Regions from separate parts of the Mus musculus genome. Here regions 2 and 3 are each linked to region 1. The links are chromatin contacts, called in public ChIA-PET and Hi-C maps. All regions are on one chromosome and are shown on one strand. Each heading gives the region's core, a stretch centred on a gene start, on an enhancer-like site or on the middle of the called end of the contact. The rest is flanking DNA. Distances are from core to core; before and after follow the strand shown.

Region 1 (3,707 bases), core at 321-2,820:
TAAAAATCTGAAACTAAAGGAAAATGGGGAAATGGAAATGAGGGTGTGTTTTGCATAATTGAGCTGAACTCACAGCAGAGCTGTAGAAATGCCTAGAATTAGTAAACCAAGAAATTCAGAAACACAAACAAGTCATAGACTCTCATCTTGCTCCTCCCCTCAGAGTTTTGTGGTGTCTGACTAAAAAGGCCCAGGGAATTTTTAAATATCTATAATGAGAGATAAACCTTTTTTGACCTATTAAAGTTTATTGTAGACTAGGCATAGAAAATTATTACAAGCCGGGCAGTGGTGGCGCATGCCTTTAGTCCCAGCACTTGGGAGGCAGAGGCAGGTGGATTTCTGAGTTCAAGGCCAGCCTGGTCTACAAAGTGAGTTCCAGGACAGCCAGGGCTACACAGAGAAACCCTGTCTTGAAAAACAAATAAACAAACAAACAGAAAAAAAGAAAGAAAATTATTACAGTGGATTGAGTTTTTTAAAATTCCTCTGGACACCTTCCATAAATGTTTGCCATAAATGGCTCCTTTCCCCATAAAAGAACATCTGTATGAAGAAGCCTCGGGCCTCAGCCCTTCATTAGCCCTCCTGGCACACAGATGCTTGGGACCACGGAAAGGTACTACTCTTAGAAAAAGCCAGCAGCCTACTATAGAGCCACTAGATGGGGTGGAGGCCTAGATTCTGGCCCTGCCACTAGCCAGCTGACATCTGACAAATTCCAGTTTGGGTAGAATCTCTATGACTTTCAATGTAGACAATTTTTAAATCTTTGGTTAAGCTCAGTTAATCAAAGCAAACATGACTGTATACCACACAGTGATCCAGGAGCAGCTGTGGCTAGGGCTTATGCAAGACACTCAAAGACTTATCACCTGAAAACTACCCTGCCTGCACGGTAAGAACTGGACCCTAGTGAACTGTGAGCCCTGACAAACCCTGGACAAACTGCTATGTTGTTTTAGATCACAACATTTCTCAACTAAATACAAGACTCATGAGAATATCCACCTTACAGGACTGCCGAGATGAACTGTGATTGCTCATAGCATGCTTCAAATGCTGTCCCTTAACAGGAAGCTCTCAACAAAAGCCAGCCACAGTTGTGGCTTTTCTCTTTCAATCCCTTTCTCTGTGAATCTACTAAAGCAAGGGACAGAAACATGACAGAGTGAAATGTGAAGAAAAGGGACAGTCCCCTTCACAGGGACCATCTTACATGGAAATGGCTTCAGGCAGAAACACTGAGGAAAACCTGCCAGCCATCGGTTGTCATTGTCCAACCTTCCAGGTGGCACAGACGATGATTCCCAGTGACAGGTGACAGTCTCCATGAAACAATGCAGCTCCCTACAGCTGTAGCCCAGATACCCTCTGTCCCAAGTAAGTGGGCCACAGAGCTGAGGAAGGCCAGCTTCCTTCCTAGCAGGACCCAAGCAAGGAACATCTGAAAAACAGTCCACAGCCATGTGTCCCAGTCCCCATGGCTGCCGTGGCTGTACCTGGAGCCTCAGAAGGCTGGGTTCCCAGAGGCCTGTTTGGCCTCTGATGACTCACTGACAAGCAGTGCTGATCCTTGAACTGCTGGCACAGTCACAGCAGCTAAAGTTCCCTATGCCACATCAAACAGGGAGGAACGCCCAAGGACTTCCCTCTCCTTCAGCACTGAAAAACTCCACTCCTACCACAGGCGCTGAGAGTGTCCATCTATCTGTAAGCACGACCTAGCTGTGTGACTCAAGAAAGATGGGCTGCATGCCAACTCTAGGTCACTCTGCCAGGGATCAAGAGGCCTTACTCGGAAATATTTCTATAAAAGAGGGGGTGGGGCGCAGCTGAGCGACCGAGTTTGTATTCTTCATGTAGGAATTCTTAGATTCAATCCCAACCATGGAGAGCAGTGGGGCTTAGTATAGAACACAATCTCCGAGGTCCCTTCCAACCCACAATACCCTAGGGCTTTCCTTCTATAAGGTGCTAGCCCTGGATCCCGACCACCACCTGCCCCTGTCCCCTTGCCAGGGTAACCCTGGATGCTCCCTTTCAATGGTCTAGTTTCTTTGGTACACTCTGAGTCTCTGTGGGGTATGCACCAGGTCATCTCTATCATCATCGCAGTGCTGAAAGGGAACAAATTGGGCCCATATAAAAGGAACTGCGCTCAAAACGGTAGTTCTTCCACACACTTTCAACACACAAGCTTATCTCTAGCTGTACTGAGCTCTGGCTCCTCACTTTGGAGGAAAGTGCGGCAGATTAATCTTTTAAAAGATAAATATTGCGGTATATATGTCTTTAATCCCAGTAACTGGCCTGAAGAGGCAGGGATATCTCTCTGAGTTAGAGGCCAACCTGGTCTATAAGGGGAGTTCAAAGCCAGGCAGAGATACATTGCAAGACCCTGACTCAAAATAAAGATAAATGTTTACGTTTCTGTTGTAAAAACATAAGCAATTGCCATAGAGTCAACACGACAATGTGTAAGCATTTTTATACCCATCCAAAGTGATACAACGGGCTTTGGTTTTGTTGGGTTCATTTGATTTTAGGAGACATTTATGAGTCAAATTATGCCCTGGAGTCATCAAAATAACCATAGCTTATTTACAAGCTTGATCTTGAGCCCAGCAATCACACAGCTGAGGCTCCCCCACTCTCACAGTGACCATTGCCCTTTTAAAGTCAGCACTTGTGGTTGATAAGAAGCCGAATAAACCGCTGACAACGGCAAAATTCCAGCCACTTCTGACACCCAAAGCAAAGCAAATAAGCAGTCAGGAAACAATCCGCAAATTGGTCTTTGCTGCCCTCTGGTGGTTGGTCCTGGGAAGGTTCCACGCCATAGTTGACACAGATGTACCCTTACCCCAATCTCCCATCCCAGGACCATCTACGCTAAAACCATCATCCCACCAGAATTCTCACCCACAGAGCAAGTCCTGGTATTCTGCTCTCTTCTCCCTCTCCCCCTACCATTCTCTTCTCTCTCTCTCTCTCTCTCTCTCTCTCTCTCTCTCTCTCTCTCTCTCGGAAAAGGAATAATACAGCCCAAGCAGCTTAATGTTCACTGAGACCGTGCTTTCTCTAAAAAGACAACTAATGAGAGATGAGCCACGAATTTCAACTCTCCCACGCTGCTCTCTGAGAACAGATGAATGGTGAGCTCACTTGACACGTGTTAAAAGAGTATGCATCTGTTGAATTTCTCTCTAGTTTTAGCAAAACACACACCATGCATGTTTAGGACACTGACATAGGAACCCACTACCTCTCTTAGCTCTGCCCTCTATTAGGCCAAGTTACATGAACATTAGCAAAGGCTTTCAACTCTAGCCATGCCCATTCAGTACAGCTCCCACCCTGAGCCTTCCTGCAAGATCTCACCGAGGTGCTACCTACCTCCAGGCTCCTCCCGTACTCCCAGCTACGGCATGGTTCTAATGTGATCCAGAGAGATGGGTTGTTTTCTCCACAGTGTTGCACAGATCTCCATTAATCACTAAAGCCTACAGTATGGTGGAGGGCAGAATGGAGAGACAGAGCAAGGGGAGGAGAGAGGAAAGGATGGATGAATGGGCAAATGGGTATGCATGGAGGGCTGTATTTGTATATTGGCAAATGACTGAAAAGATAGAATAATGTAAAAATTGATAGGTGGAAGGTATATGGGCAGATGGATATGTATGTGGGTAGGTTCTGGACTGGTA
Region 2 (3,707 bases), core at 553-3,052, 610 kb before region 1:
TGTTCAGGGGGTAACCAACCACTCCTGGTTCTGTCTGAGGTCTGCTCCATGGTAGGGTGGTGCTGTAAATCTAGTCAAAAGCCTATCCCTGGCCAGGTCCAAAGTCATAGGTGAGCATTTACTGTTGATGCATTGCTAAGTGGGCATGTAATAGAATAGCTCTCTAAGTAGGGATGCTTATTTCTATAAACTAGCACTGCTCTCAGCCTAGACCAGGGAAGCTTGATTTTACAGAGGGTGACAGTCAGTGAAGAGACAATGCTAGAAAACTACATCATAGTAAACTGGATTCTTGTATCCAGTCCTTCCCTGTGCTCTGCCTCTGCTAACAGAGACTTTCACCTAAGTACTAGGTACTTATGAACTAGATGGTGGGTGTCACCCCTGGCAGGTGCTTGCTAAGATGGGCAGGTGGATGAACTACCTGAGAAAGACTTTACAGAGAAAAATGAGTCTGAGATGGGAAAGTAGCATGCATACACTATTAATTAATAGTTCTTATATAATTAATTATGAATTAACGATGGACTTTTATAATTCCAATCAATAAATATAATCCACTCTCCTTTTATTTTTTTGATCAAAATTTTATTTACTTACTTAGTCCACAGCCCATATTCAAGTCAAATCAGGACACAGTGTTAAATACAGCTTCTATAAAAACATTCTTCTCAGGGCTTTGAGAACAGCTTATCAGGAAAAGTACTTTCCATGCAAGCGTGAGAACCAGAGTTTGTATCTCTAGAACCCATGAAAAACTTAGTCAGGCATGGCAGACTTTCTATAATTGAGCCACCTGGAAGTTAGAGACAGAGGCCTAGCAGGATGGCTAGAAAGATTTATAAAAACAATGTGCTCCAGGTGCAGTGAAAGACTTAGCTTCATAACAAAGAAGATATTTGATGTTAACCTTGGGCTTCCACATACATGCATACAAACATGTATTTAATAGCCCATATTTGCATATATGCATGCACATATACATGCATGCACAGCACACACACATACAAATGGTGAAACTAACTAACTAAATAAATGAAATTCTTCTCTTATTATTTACAAAACAGCCAAGAATAAATTAACAATCAAATTTTAATATATTAAAAAGGGTGGTCTTTCAAAGGTTTATGTGGTGTTTCAGGTCTTAGTTTCAGAACTAAGAAATTACTTTTACAAGATTCTAATGTCAAAAAAAAAGTGGTATTATAATAAATACCTGGATGTTGGTTTTTGATGAGATTTAATCCACTCTCCTTTAAGTAGCTTTAGCTAGGGTATTTTATCACATCAATAGGTACACATCAAAAGGAAGACAGTGATAATGACACTGGTAATTCTTACAGTTTCCCATTGACTTCTGGTACTCTTGTGCTTGCACATGCTCGCAGAAGCACTCTTTCATAGAAGTTGCTTTAGGATCTCTGTCAGATAGTTCTGATCCCACCGTCCTATCACCTCTGCTATCTGCTGATGCTCCTCCTGCGAAAGGGGCATAAATGACTCATTCTTTCTCTTCACTTGAAAAGCTGGGGGAGGGGGAGGGCACTGATGTTATCGCCACGGGGCTCTGGTGAAGGTCTCGACTTCCCACTCAGCCTTTTTGCTATGAACCATCGTGGTGATCCACACTTCCCACACGGTCTCCAGTGGCACCTTGCAAGGGCAAAGGGGCTTCATGCTGCTTGGAATATGGAAGACGCTTCCCATTCAGCTTCCTTTTCACAGAGGGTTAGGGTGACGCCTGGTAGCCGTGAGTCTGGGCTCCCCACTCAGAGCCTTTGCTGGTGTGGGTAGCAACTAGACCACAGCTTCTTGATGGCATTTGGCAGAAGTGGTGTGACTGCGGTTCCTTTGTCTTTCTAGGCTGTCTTCTCCTGGTCCTGTGGCTGTGGGGAAGCAGTCTTTCGTGAGCTATCTTTGTGTTCTAATTTCATTTCTGTGGCTGTCATAAAATACCCTGACACCCCCGCCCCCCCCCAAAAAAAGGTAACTTAAGTGAGACTTTATTTGACTTGAAATCCCAACTAACAGTCCAGTCTATCACTGCAGAGAAATCAAGGTAGGAACTCAAGGCAGCTGGTCTTGCCATATCTAAGAGCAGAGAGAAAATAAATGCATGCTTGCTCAATTGCTTTCTAGTGCTCAGCTTGATTTATCCATTCTTATACAGTTCAGAACTCCCTGCCTAGGGAATGGCACTACCCACAGTGGTCGGGGTCTCCCCACATCAATTAACCTAAGACAGCCCTTCGCCAACAAGCCCACAGGCAAAAGTAGTGCAGACAATCCTTTTGTTGAACTCTCAGCCCAGGTGATTCTAGGTTGTGTCAAGTTTGACTGTTAAGCTAACCACTGTAGTGTCCATTGGTGCCTCCAGGTTGCTAGCTTCTCCAGCTCCAGATCTGGGTCATGGAAGGTGAAAAGTGAACTCAGAACTTCTTCTTGTTCTGTGACTTGGGTTCTAAGTTAAGTGTTGTGTGCTTTTCAACTAACAGTGATAGATTCCACCCACGGACACAATGAATTTTACAAACATGACAAAGATCCAAAAACAATAAAGCCATCACTGAAGGGGCTGTATACTACATACCAGCCACCAGTTATAGCAGTTTTACAACCGACTGGCTCCTGTGAGCTAATCTGGCCTTAAGAACTCCCATTATAATGAGATAAGCATCTGAATCTGTTACTCAACGTAGCTACTATTTCCACACCAACTGATTTCTACCAAGAAATCTCCCCTTGCGAGTTATTAAAGGAGCACACCCGGTGAATTCAGAAAGGACACAATTGCCACATTTGAGTCACAGGGAGGTGGGTGGAGGCAGGAGGAGTGATTCTGTAAAAATGGCTGGAATAGGTGGGAGAAGGTAGGAGTTGCTGAAAAGGTGAAAGAGAAGAACTGTCAGATCTAAGAATCCTCTGCCTACTAGGGGGAGATGGCCCGGGTAATGGTTTCAAGGTGGTGGGACACAGAGGAACAAGGGCAAGAGGATGCTATGGGAGGATAGAAAAGTGCGATAGAGATGTGAGAGGTGGCGTCTCAGCTGATTGTGGGGGACTATGGGGTGGAGAGACCAGCATGCACAGACACCAATGCTACCAGAGGAGGACGTGCACTGTGCCTGCCAGAAGCCTCAGCTGGCTGTACGGATGGATAAAAGATGTGATGTCATGAAGTGATTGAAAATAACCGTGAGAGGGTTTTAAAGACAAAATGACCCCTCCCCCTTTTTGAGTGAAAATGCTCTTTAGGTTTTGTTCTGTAAAACAATAAGGCAGGACTAGGGGATTTAAAACCTACATGGGAACATATCTCTGGGAAGGTGTTTTCAGCAAGGCTTAACTGAGGAGGGAATAGCCATCCTGAGTGTGGGTGTCAACATCCCATGGCCTGGAATAAATAAAATAAAAAGGAGGAAGGGGGCTGAGCACAGTGATCATTTCTTCCCTCCCTGACTGCAGAATGTGACCAGCTGTATAATGCTCCCCTCCCCCATTGTCATGCCTCCCACACCATGAGCTGACTGTGTTCCTTCTTAGACTGTGAATAAAAGCAACCCCTCCCGTCTTTCACTTGCCGTTGACAGCCATTTTCTCACAGTAATGAGAAGGGAGCTAATGTAGAGTCCGTGCTTTGAGGTCTCCACCTGGGTCAGTGTGGGAGCACCCCAGTCCGTCATCATCCATTCAGAGGAAACTGGAAA
Region 3 (3,707 bases), core at 1,196-3,695, 550 kb before region 1:
TCAGCAGGACTGGCCCTTTCATGTGTTCCAACCATTTGCAGAGTCCTGGATCTGGGCCTGGGTGGTCGGGCACTGAACTGGTCAGTCTGCCATCTCTTTTATCCACACCACTAGGGCAAGGTCTTCAGCACTGCCCAAACTAGGCAGCCTAACACAGCCATCGGCAGGAGGCAGGGTCAGCATTTCTCATCTCATGCCTTCCTACTGGCTCACTTGCACCTATGCCTCCAGGGCCAGCTCTACTCTCAAGGCACAGGGCCCTCTTCTCCAAGTGCTGCAAGAGGCTGGACCAGCTCTCCTGCTCTCACACCCTTGGGGCTGGCTTGCCTGTGCCTTTTCCATCCGGGTCAGATCCAATGTGTTGCCCAGTCAATATATATAGTCAATGGCTACAGCCATTATAGGGGCAAGGGTAGCTCTCCCACTCTCATGTCCTCGGTGCTAACTCAGGTGGTGAGGGGTGACTTGGGGTGGGCATCACCCTTGAACCCACACCACCTCAGGGCAGACAAATGAAGGGCCAGCTCTTCTGTGCTCTCACCCTCTGGCTTATCTCCATCCCCTCCACCATGGCCAGCTCTACCATGTTGCCCAAGGGAGATGCAGGGCCCGCTCTCCCAAGTCCTGCAGCTGGTGAGGGACAGGGCCAGCTCACCCAGTCTCATGACCCCAGGGCCAGGTCTCTGAACTGCGGCAAGTGACGAGGGATTCATTTTGTTTTGTTTTTACATTAGTTTGGCATGGTATCTACAATTGGTAGGTTCATGCCTGGTTGGATGCTTCATCATTCTCTCTACCAAGCTCTTCTCTGGAGAGAATCACAGTCTATGTGTATCTCAGTAGCTTGAAGATTAGGGGAAGCTCCCTGGGTCTGGTCATATGTGTGACTGAGCCCATAGGTCTCTGAAGAATTCTCTGTGGACAAGATGGCCCTGTCCACCCTGCCCATGGGCCAAACAGGGTACCTTGGCAGAATATTTAAAGCTGAGATCCAACCTGTACTCAATTCCAGTATTTACCTGCATTTGCAACCATGACGTTGTGTAAGAGGAGCACTGGCCTTGTCTGCTTGCAGGCCTCAGGTGACTCTAGACTGACAAGGGTCGGCTCTATCTCCTGGATCAGGAGAACAAGAGAGCCGAGAATAAGACAAAAGACACTCAACCCGCCTCTCTTAGTGCTGTGAGTGCAGATGACCCCTGGAGTTGAAGGCAGGCTACTAATCAATTCCCAGCATTCACTAAGACACTCTATTTGGCCCAAGGGCAGACTGGACAGGACCATCTGGGTAGACCTGGCTGCCTGTTCATGATGTTGTTGGCAACTGTTTGGAATTCGTTTTGTAGGTAAGTGGAACAATGTAGTTATCACAGGAGCTGGGGGTCTATCTTTATAAAAGAACTCTGCAGCAGAACCTCTTTGTACAATGAGGAGCCATCTTTCCTAAACAGACAGCTACCCTGATAGAACTGTATATGTATCATTTCTATATGAACAAACACATCACCTGGAGAGACACCCACATCCACACAAGTACACCTTAGCTTAGCAGTGGATTCATGCATGTAGAACAATCCATCAAGGTTGCTCTAGGCTGCCCTTGCAGAAATACTGGTTCCTCTAATCTTAACCTCTCTTGAGGCCTCTGCTTTCCGCAAGGGAGCAAAAGAAGAGATGGATAACCTGGCCTGCTTCTCTGCAGCCTTCCCCACAACACTTCTCATCCCCAACAAGTGGACCCAAGGCCACAGCACGCTATAGGGGGCCTGGGCTGCACAGTTTTTTTTTTAAGATTTATTTACTTATTATATGTAAGGACACTGTAGCTGTCTTCAGACACTCCAGAAGAAGGAGTCAGATCTCATTACAGATGGTTGTGAGCCACCATGTGGTTGCTTGGATTTGAACTCGGGACCTTCGGAAGAGCAGTCGGGTGCTCTTACCCACTGAACCATCTCACTGGGCTGCACAGTTTTGACTGTGATTCCATATCATGAAGATGGCATGCTACATTTTGGGCAACAGGTCCTCCCGCCCCCTCCCGACATCATGTGTTCTTCTGCATGGATTTGAAAGCAAATCTCCGCTGAGATGTCCAAACTTGTGTGTGGAAGTTCAAATGACTGATTGTATCTTCGGCTTAGAGAATGGATGGGGGTGGGGGCTGGGGGAATTTATTCACATTTTGCCAGGTGTAGGAAGGAGAAATGACAGTCCTCAGGGGCTTCCTGTGCTGGGTACAGTGGGGTTGATTTTACTCTTAGAAAACCAAGCCAGAAAGACATTAAGTGCACAGAGGCAGCTTTGTGGCCTGTTATCCAGAGAGACAGGATCAGGCCAAGGATGGCGTGGCCTCCACTAGCCACCTGCTCATCTCTCTGACCAGTTCCGGAATCTGAGGGTTCTAAAGCTTTTACAGATCTGGGCTGAGGCCGGAACCGCCTCTGAGCATTTTGTAATTTCCCTCAATTTCACAACTTCCCTGGTAAGTGTTCCTTCTCCAAACTCAGATATACCAAGTTCTTAGAAAATGAAGAATAGATGACTGAGCCCCTCCCGCCACCTTTGTCCTGAGTTCAACTGCCATGTTCAAAGGCTGGAAGGGTCTGGTGTGGAAGGAAGAACTCAGCCCTGAGTTCCCACAAACTGAGGATCTTTTCTTAGATCCTCCCCTACGTAGTTTCTGAACTTGAACAAGTATTACAGGCCCACCTATACATGGGGCAGAATGTATTGCCAAGATGCTGTGTGGGCTCCAGATCTGGGCCTAGGGTTTTTCTCACTGGTGGCCAGTGATGGCTGCCGAGGAGCTCACTTGAGGTGTTTAGGAACCATCATTAAAAATAAGGCTAGAAAAAAAAAATTTTTTTAATTAAATTAAATTAAAGTTACAACCAGCTCTAAATGTTTTGAGTCTGAAGGCTTGACCCAAGGTCTTGCCATCTCATTTCAAAGCCTTCTCTGGGGCCCTTGAGTTGCTCACTGCTTAAGCATTGTGTCTGACTCTCCTCCGCTGCTGAACTCATCCGGTGACTGACAGCTCTACAAGCCTCATACTAAAACCTCACCTCCTCCTTTAACTGCCAAACCTCTTTTACTGCAGACTTTAGAGTAGAAGCCACTCTGTTCTCTGTGTTGTTTTGTCACATCGGTGCCAAATCTTTGAAAGCTTTAAAGGCCTGGACAGAATTCTGGGATCTGCCTCTGGGTTCACACACACAAATTCTGCCAAGGCCAAGGATCTTGGCAGGAAGGAATCCCTCTCGTCTCTGGGCTTGTTCATGATCGATTATGTATGCCACGGCCTTGCTTGTCACATTTTACATGCCTCTGAGGCCTCAGTGGGTCCTCCATGAACTAACCCTCTTATCCCCACCGCAACACACAATAACTCACAGTTAGAGGGTCCAGATGGGAGGAGCGGGGCGAGCTGGGGACCATGAAGAACACTATTGACAGGACAGAGACTGGTGCCCCACACCAGCTGGTCCCACTTGGAATACTTTTTTCTACTCTGCTGTAGCTACTCACATAAAACGAATGGATTTGCTCTTACCCCCAAGTTCTCTAGGTGGGTTTTAGCTGCAGAGATGGAAATTTACACTCTCCGAGGGAGAGAAACTGTGAGATTGTAAAATGTCATTGCAGTGTTGGGTCCCGAGGTCAACCGTGTTCATTCACTGCAGTCGTGGGAACATTCTCACTTC

What was found. A called contact is a pair of places that touch in the nucleus more often than the background predicts. ChIA-PET counts read pairs in DNA pulled down with a chosen protein or histone mark.
Region 2: an RNA polymerase II ChIA-PET map of memory CD8 T cells shows a contact between it and region 1, with 12 read pairs. The contact joins two enhancer-like sites. A contact is called at or near these places in 12 of 39 promoter capture datasets (the C10 cell line, the HPC-7 cell line, cranial neural crest and 8 more), 3 of 484 Hi-C or Micro-C datasets (the HL-1 cell line, LSK cells and bone marrow-derived macrophages), 2 of 115 datasets of contacts at active chromatin or transcription factors (CD8 T cells and memory CD8 T cells) and 1 of 9 other capture datasets (embryonic stem cells).
Region 3: a Hi-C map of bone marrow-derived macrophages shows a contact between it and region 1, with 20 read pairs. The contact joins two enhancer-like sites. A contact is called at or near these places in 11 of 39 promoter capture datasets (the C10 cell line, the HPC-7 cell line, cranial neural crest and 8 more), 1 of 484 Hi-C or Micro-C datasets (bone marrow-derived macrophages), 2 of 115 datasets of contacts at active chromatin or transcription factors (CD8 T cells and bone marrow-derived macrophages) and 1 of 9 other capture datasets (embryonic stem cells).

Annotation. Positions count from the first base shown.
Region 1 is chr2:127,888,689-127,892,395 of GRCm38.p6, reverse strand. All of the region lies in intron 8 of Acoxl (acyl-Coenzyme A oxidase-like), which reads right to left. Among named protein-coding and RNA genes, the nearest start is that of Acoxl, 36 kb to the right of the region's middle. Within about 2 kb of position 1,570, at least 43 of the 459 cell types and tissues checked have an H3K27ac peak or open chromatin away from gene starts, as enhancers often do. A contact at or near this core is called in CD8 T cells, bone marrow-derived macrophages and memory CD8 T cells, where this site is marked.
Region 2 is chr2:128,497,861-128,501,567 of GRCm38.p6, reverse strand. All of the region lies in intron 2 of Gm39928 (a long non-coding RNA gene), which reads left to right. Among named protein-coding and RNA genes, the nearest start is that of Gm39927, 22 kb to the left of the region's middle. Within about 2 kb of position 1,802, at least 46 of the 459 cell types and tissues checked have an H3K27ac peak or open chromatin away from gene starts, as enhancers often do. A contact at or near this core is called in CD8 T cells and memory CD8 T cells, where this site is marked.
Region 3 is chr2:128,444,354-128,448,060 of GRCm38.p6, reverse strand. All of the region lies in intron 1 of Gm36154 (a long non-coding RNA gene), which reads left to right. The region is part of intron 3 of Gm29010 (a long non-coding RNA gene); the gene reads right to left. Among named protein-coding and RNA genes, the nearest start is that of Gm29010, 12 kb to the right of the region's middle. Within about 2 kb of position 2,445, at least 53 of the 459 cell types and tissues checked have an H3K27ac peak or open chromatin away from gene starts, as enhancers often do. A contact at or near this core is called in bone marrow-derived macrophages, where this site is marked.